2 separate regions of the Neogale vison genome follow, and region 1 is linked to region 2. A link is a contact called in public Hi-C data. All regions are on one chromosome and are shown on one strand. The core of a region is the stretch at or near the end of the contact, and the rest is flanking DNA. Distances in the headings are between cores, read along the strand shown.

What was found. Hi-C and Micro-C count contacts between places; a contact is called where the count stands out from the background.
Region 1: a Hi-C map of fibroblasts shows a contact between it and region 2, with 5 times the contacts expected there. The contact joins the promoter of TAF5L here to the enhancer-like site in region 2. A contact is called at or near these places in 2 of 3 Hi-C or Micro-C datasets (fibroblasts and muscle).

What each region holds. Positions count from the first base shown.
Region 1 is chr2:148,784,843-148,787,542 of ASM_NN_V1, reverse strand. It overlaps TAF5L (TAF5-like RNA polymerase II p300/CBP-associated factor-associated factor 65 kDa subunit 5L), which reads left to right and starts at 1,376. Exons shown (of 5, transcript XM_044239291.1): 1 at 1,376-1,528. It overlaps URB2 (unhealthy ribosome biogenesis protein 2 homolog), which reads right to left and starts at 1,156. Exons shown (of 11, transcript XM_044239297.1): 1 at 1,006-1,156; 2 at 299-504.
Region 2 is chr2:148,715,149-148,717,848 of ASM_NN_V1, reverse strand. No RefSeq gene overlaps it. Among named protein-coding and RNA genes, the nearest start is that of ABCB10, 9.7 kb to the right of the region's middle. Within about 2 kb of position 1,443, the one cell type or tissue checked has open chromatin away from gene starts, as enhancers often do. A contact at or near this core is called in fibroblasts, where this site is marked.

The DNA of each region.
Region 1 (2,700 bases), core at 127-2,626, 70 kb before region 2:
GAGTTTCCTAAGTCATAATAAAAAAGGGAAATGTATCACATTAAGTCATTTTCATTATATAAAAGGACTCAGCTCCTCAAAAGTGAAAATTTTTCAAAATACTGAAATAAAAATATTATATATAAAAACAAAATAGGACGACAAAGCAAACAAACAAACCAAAACAAAACAAAAAACCGGAGTCCCATGATTCTAACATACTATGAAACCAAAAGGATATGCCAAGGGCTGGATCCCTTCCATTTCTTCAATCTATGGAGCCTGAAATCCTACAGACCGGCCTTCGGAACTTACTTACCCTCAACAGGTAATCCTGCAGGGAACGAGCAAGCACCGCGTGCAGGGCGCGAACATTCAGCTGGGCCTCCTTCACTCTATCACAGAGCAGAGGAACACGCGAGTGCTGTCAGTTTTCCCATTCTGTCAAAACGTCCAAGACGAGCGCGTCCAACAACTTACTTCTCCATCAGTGTGTCAGGAAACCCCCGTACCAGCTACAAAGTACTTTAAAAGTGTTCGCAGAATTGGTTACAAAGACGCCGCTGACACCGTCCCGGAGGCTGCCCACGTTCCGCGCTCGGGGCCGCGCAGAGGTCTCCGTGCCCGGACGTAGTAAGCCCAGCGCCCAACGCAAAACCGCGCTAGTACTCACGCAAAGGGCGCTCACGCGCGGCCACACGGGGCATCCCGCGGAGCAGAAGGAAACCAAGTAACAAGAATCCGCGGAGAGCTGGGAGGAGCGACGGGAGAAGCCGGACCAGCGGCGAGCCCAGGAGGCTCTCCCCAGCGCCTGCCGTCCGCTCGAGGGCCCACGGCGGCATCAGGGGGAGGGTCCTCCTCGGTGAAGGGGCTCCCTCCCAGACCGACCCCGGAGAGGGACCGCGGGCGCGGCACAGAGCCGGCCCGGGCAGCGCGGCGCTGGGGGAGTGCTCGCCTCAGGGCCGGCCCGGGCTGCGGGGCGCTGGGGTGTGTTCACCTCAGGGCCGGCCCCGGCAAGGGGCTCACCTGGACGCCGTCCTCAGGTAAGGGGCTCCCCTCAGACCCGCCCCGGACAGGGCCGGCAGGCGCGACGCAAGGCGGTGTCCGGCTGAAGGAGCTCAGCTGGCGGCCACACGCTCGGGGACCGCGGGCGGGGCCGGAGGACGGCGGCGGCGGCGGTGCGAGCTCCCGGGCGCCCCAGCACGTGGGCGCGGCCCCCGCGCTCCTTCCGCCCGACGCCGGCGGCGCGGCGGGGCGGGGCGGCGCGCACGCCAGGCATCGCCAGCAGAGCGCCGAGGCGCCTCGCCCATTGGTGGAGACGGTTGCGCGTTGGAGGCCCGAGCGGCCCACCCCGCGGCCCGCTCCGTGTCAGTCAGTCATGGAGCGGCCGCCCAGAGCCGCCGCCGCGGGGGCGGCAAGGCGCGGGGCGCGGGGGCCCGGCTGAGCCGGCCGTCGGAGCGAGACCCTGCGGCAGAGACAACGGAGGCGGAAGCGACCCGATCGCGGAGGCGGCGGCGGCGGGAGGAGCCGGAGCCGCCTGGGATGTTCAGTGAGTGCGGGGCGCGCGGGCGGGGAGGGCCGGGGGAGGGGGTCGCGAGCCGGGAGCGCGCGGGCGGGCGGGGGCCGGGAGGGAGGGAGCGCGGGCGGCGGCGCGGTGGCGCGCGGCGAGGCCTAGGCGGGGCGCGCGCCCGCAGCTCCCGCCGGCGGGGCGGTGGGGGCGGGGCGGGCGGGCGGGGCCGGCTGTGCGCGGGCGCGGCGGCCGCGCCTCCGCCCTCGGCCTCCGAGTCCCAGGCGGCCGCGGGCGGCGTGGCCTGCAGTCGCCAGCTACACCTGGAGGGCTCCGCGTTCCTGCTCGGGGTGGGTCCTGCCGGGGCGGCTGCCGGGCGCCCGCCGGGAAGGGGTCCTGAGCGCCGGGCAGCCCGGCAGGAGCTCAGGTCCGAATCGCCTTTTCATTTAAGGAAAAAGGAAATGCCTTTGGCCGAACTCGGGATTAAACTTCGCACATGGTGATTGCGGGTGGCTGGGTGTGAAATCGACCTCTCCATGTGACAGGGGAGATCTCAAGTTAGACTGGTCGGAGCTAGGGGATCCCGACCTGCAAGGTTGCCTTCGGGGTGGTTTAACTCCTGACAGCGAGAGGTCGGTGCGCCTAGGCGGTACTCGCGAGGCTCCAGGGCTTTTGAAAATGTAGGAGGTAAGGCGTCGGTCCGAAGTCAGTGGATGGGGGAAACAGTGGTGTCATTTTAGACTTAGCGGAAGTGGAGCGCTTGAAAGCTTCATGCAGTTCTCCCATCAGTTGTGAAAGTGTCGTTATACTGCGGATCTCGCAGCTGGTTTGGCTCTGGGATCAGAAGGTAAGTCTGCCAGTGCCATGCGGCGTCCGTCTTAAATTACCTAAACTCTGACCTTGCAGATTGAAATCTTGGAATGGGGACTCCCGCGAACAAGCAGTTAGTTGGGTGCTGTGTCGGGAGGAACCGTGAGGGCGGAGTTTGTCTTCTCTTGTGATACGAGTGTGTGACATACCTGAGTTGTGGCGTGGAAGGAAGACAAGGCAGCCGTTCCCCAGCCGTGCTCACAGCCCCGCTTGAAAGTCAGAGCAGGAAGGGGAGTTTGTGCCACATCTTTAAACTCCGAGAAACTTAATGTGGTGCGTGGGGCTTGCGGACTGTCTAGAGCTAAGGTTGAAACCATGTAACTATCCGTGTAACTATCCGTGAG
Region 2 (2,700 bases), core at 194-2,693:
TACTTCCTGCTCATCAGGGCATTTGAAGCACAAGTTATTTAATTCGACACTACTATCAGTACTTCGTGTCAAAAGTCCTACACTCCTTGCCTACACAGCCCCAAGTAGGGTGAAGTGAGTGAGTCACTCTCCTGGGAGTGAAGCTTAATAGAAGCCCAAGAAGTCTCAGTAACCAAGATATATAACATTTTAACGCAAAATTTTAAAATAATGGTAAAGTAGGCCAGCTGCTAACTGCTTATTTCTGTAAATAAGGCTTTCAGGGGTGGGATTAAGAAGGGAAGAGAGAGGCTGAATGGTGCAAGTGCACAAATGCATTTGAAATTTGAAGTTTTGATATATTTGAAGCTTTGATGTATTGCTTATCATGGATTTTTTGTATTAATTTTAATTTTTTAAATTAATTTTGACTTTAAAAATATTGCATTAAAATATTTATCTTGACTATTGAAATGTGATTTTCCCCCACCAAATCCACAAATTTTGCAATTGAGCCAAGTGTCCCTCACTAGCCTTACCCGAGTATCGGCCCTGTAAAATGACGAGTCAACAAAAACCTATCCACCTTGTTCAACCACGACTCTTCCACGTGAGAGAACCGGGCCGCTCCCCTCCCGGTCCTCAGCGTGGGGAGGCCGCAGCATGGAGTCTCCCTGCGTCCCGTGGGCTAGGATTCTCTCCTCTGGCTTTCCTTGCGCGTGTACTGAAAGGTTACATGGGGTTTGGATCGGTCTTGCTCTGAACAGCAGAATGCCTCGACTGCGTCTGCTTTTGCACTTCGGCTCGCGTTAGGCAATGACCTCTTCCTCCGCTCAAAGTTAGCCGGGTCACTGCTCGCCCACGGCGTCCCCCAAACACCTCCCACAACCGCGCCGACCCGCAGCGATGTCCTCTCAGTGTTCCGCGTCTCAGTCCGGTGCTCTGGAGTGGGACACAGCGTGACAGGACCAGCCGTCGTCTGGGGCGCCGAGGCCGCGGACCCGCCCCAAGCGCCGGCCCGCCGGCGGCCCGGCCGCCCCATCCTTTCGCGGGTCATCGTGTGATCTCGTCTGAGCGCTCCGCCGAGGACTCCGGCGTGAGAAACGGCTCGCGCGCTTCCCGGTTTTTACAGGAGGCCGCTGAAAAGCGCGAAAAAGCTCCCCGCGCGATAGTGCGCAGGCGCAGCGGCCCCCGGGGCTGTCTTCAGCCCCGGCCTTGGTGGAACCGGCTGCGCGCTCGGCGCTCGCCAGCCCCGTGGGGGCGCTGCGAGGAAAGCGTCGGAGGCGGGCGGGGGCTCCTTGGAGGGGGTGGTGCCGGGCCCGGGTCGCCGGCCTGGGGGCGGGGACCCGTGCGGGCGGAGGGCGGTGGCCGGGATGGGTCTGGGACGGACGCGTCCCCGGGCGTGCACGGCGGCCGCGGGCCGGATGAGACGGGTGACGGCGGGTGACAGCGGGCGGGGCGGCGGGCGGTGCCGCGTTCACGCCCTCCGCTTGGCCGGGCCGGGAGGGCCCTCGGACTCGGGGCGCGCCGGGCCGGGCGGGCTGAGGCGCGCGGCTCGGACGCGGCCATGCAGGGCCCGCTCGCTTGGCCGCTGCGGCTGCTCGGGTGGCGAAGCCGGGCCGGCCACACGTGGACGCTGGGCGCCGGCGGCCCGGGGCCCCGACCTCCGCTGACGGGCCTGTGGCCGGCGCGGCCTTGGGGCGCGGGGCCGGGGCTCCTCCGGGATGCCGGCGCCGCGCGAGGCCCGCGTCGCTGGACTAGCGGCTGCCCGGGCGGGGGTCCCCGCGGCCCCGGCGGTGGAGCAGGCGTGGCGCGGCTCCTGGGGCAGTGGGCGCGGCCCCCCGGCGCCAGCAGGTGCGGGGCCCTTGCGGGGCCCGACGCTCCCCGGCTCCGGCGCGCGGGGCTCCGGGGCGGGCCGGCAGTCGCAGCCCGGGGCGGGGGCGAGGCCCGGCCAAGCGGGTCGGCGTTGCCTGCGGCCGCGGCGCCTCCCGGAGACGACTCGCGGCTGCGCCCGGTCGCGGCCAGGCGCTCGGAGGCTCAGAAGCTCTTGGGGCTGGCGTACCCGGAGCGCGGCAGGCTGGCAGGTAGGGCTTTCTCCGTCCGCTCCCCTCGGCCGTCCGCGCACCTTACAGAGCGCGTGTCCCGGGACAGTGGGGGCGGCAGGGAGACCCCGGGCCACTTGCCACACAGTGGGGAGGGACGGGCTGGCCCTTCTGTGGGGATCTTTACCAAGAAGTCCTGGACGGAGCGCTCACCTCTCGGTAGCGTTGTCGAGCCTTTCAGGTTGGCTGAGAATCTGTTCTCAGTTGTCCTTTATGTTTGTTTTCTTTGCTTGACACACACACAAGGGCAACAGGATCTCATTACTGGAGTCTTGGGGGCCGGTCTGCTTGGGCATTGCCAGAGTTCTCAGAGTGAGCTGCCCCCCCCCTTACTTTTGAAAATTTATTCTAGCCAAAAATATACCTGTTTTGTATTATGCAGTTACACCACTTCTTACAAACATTATGTATTAGGCTAAGCGAAATGAGATCAAGACAAATACCGTATGATTTCACTCATGTTGATTTTAAGGAACAGAACAAATGAACGTAGGGGAAGAGAAGGAAAACAAAGTAAGAAAAAGAGGGAGGCAAACTGTTAGAGACTCTTAACTACAGGGAACAAACAGGTTGCGGGAGAGGAGGTGGACGGGGGATTGGGCAACTGTGTGATGGGCAT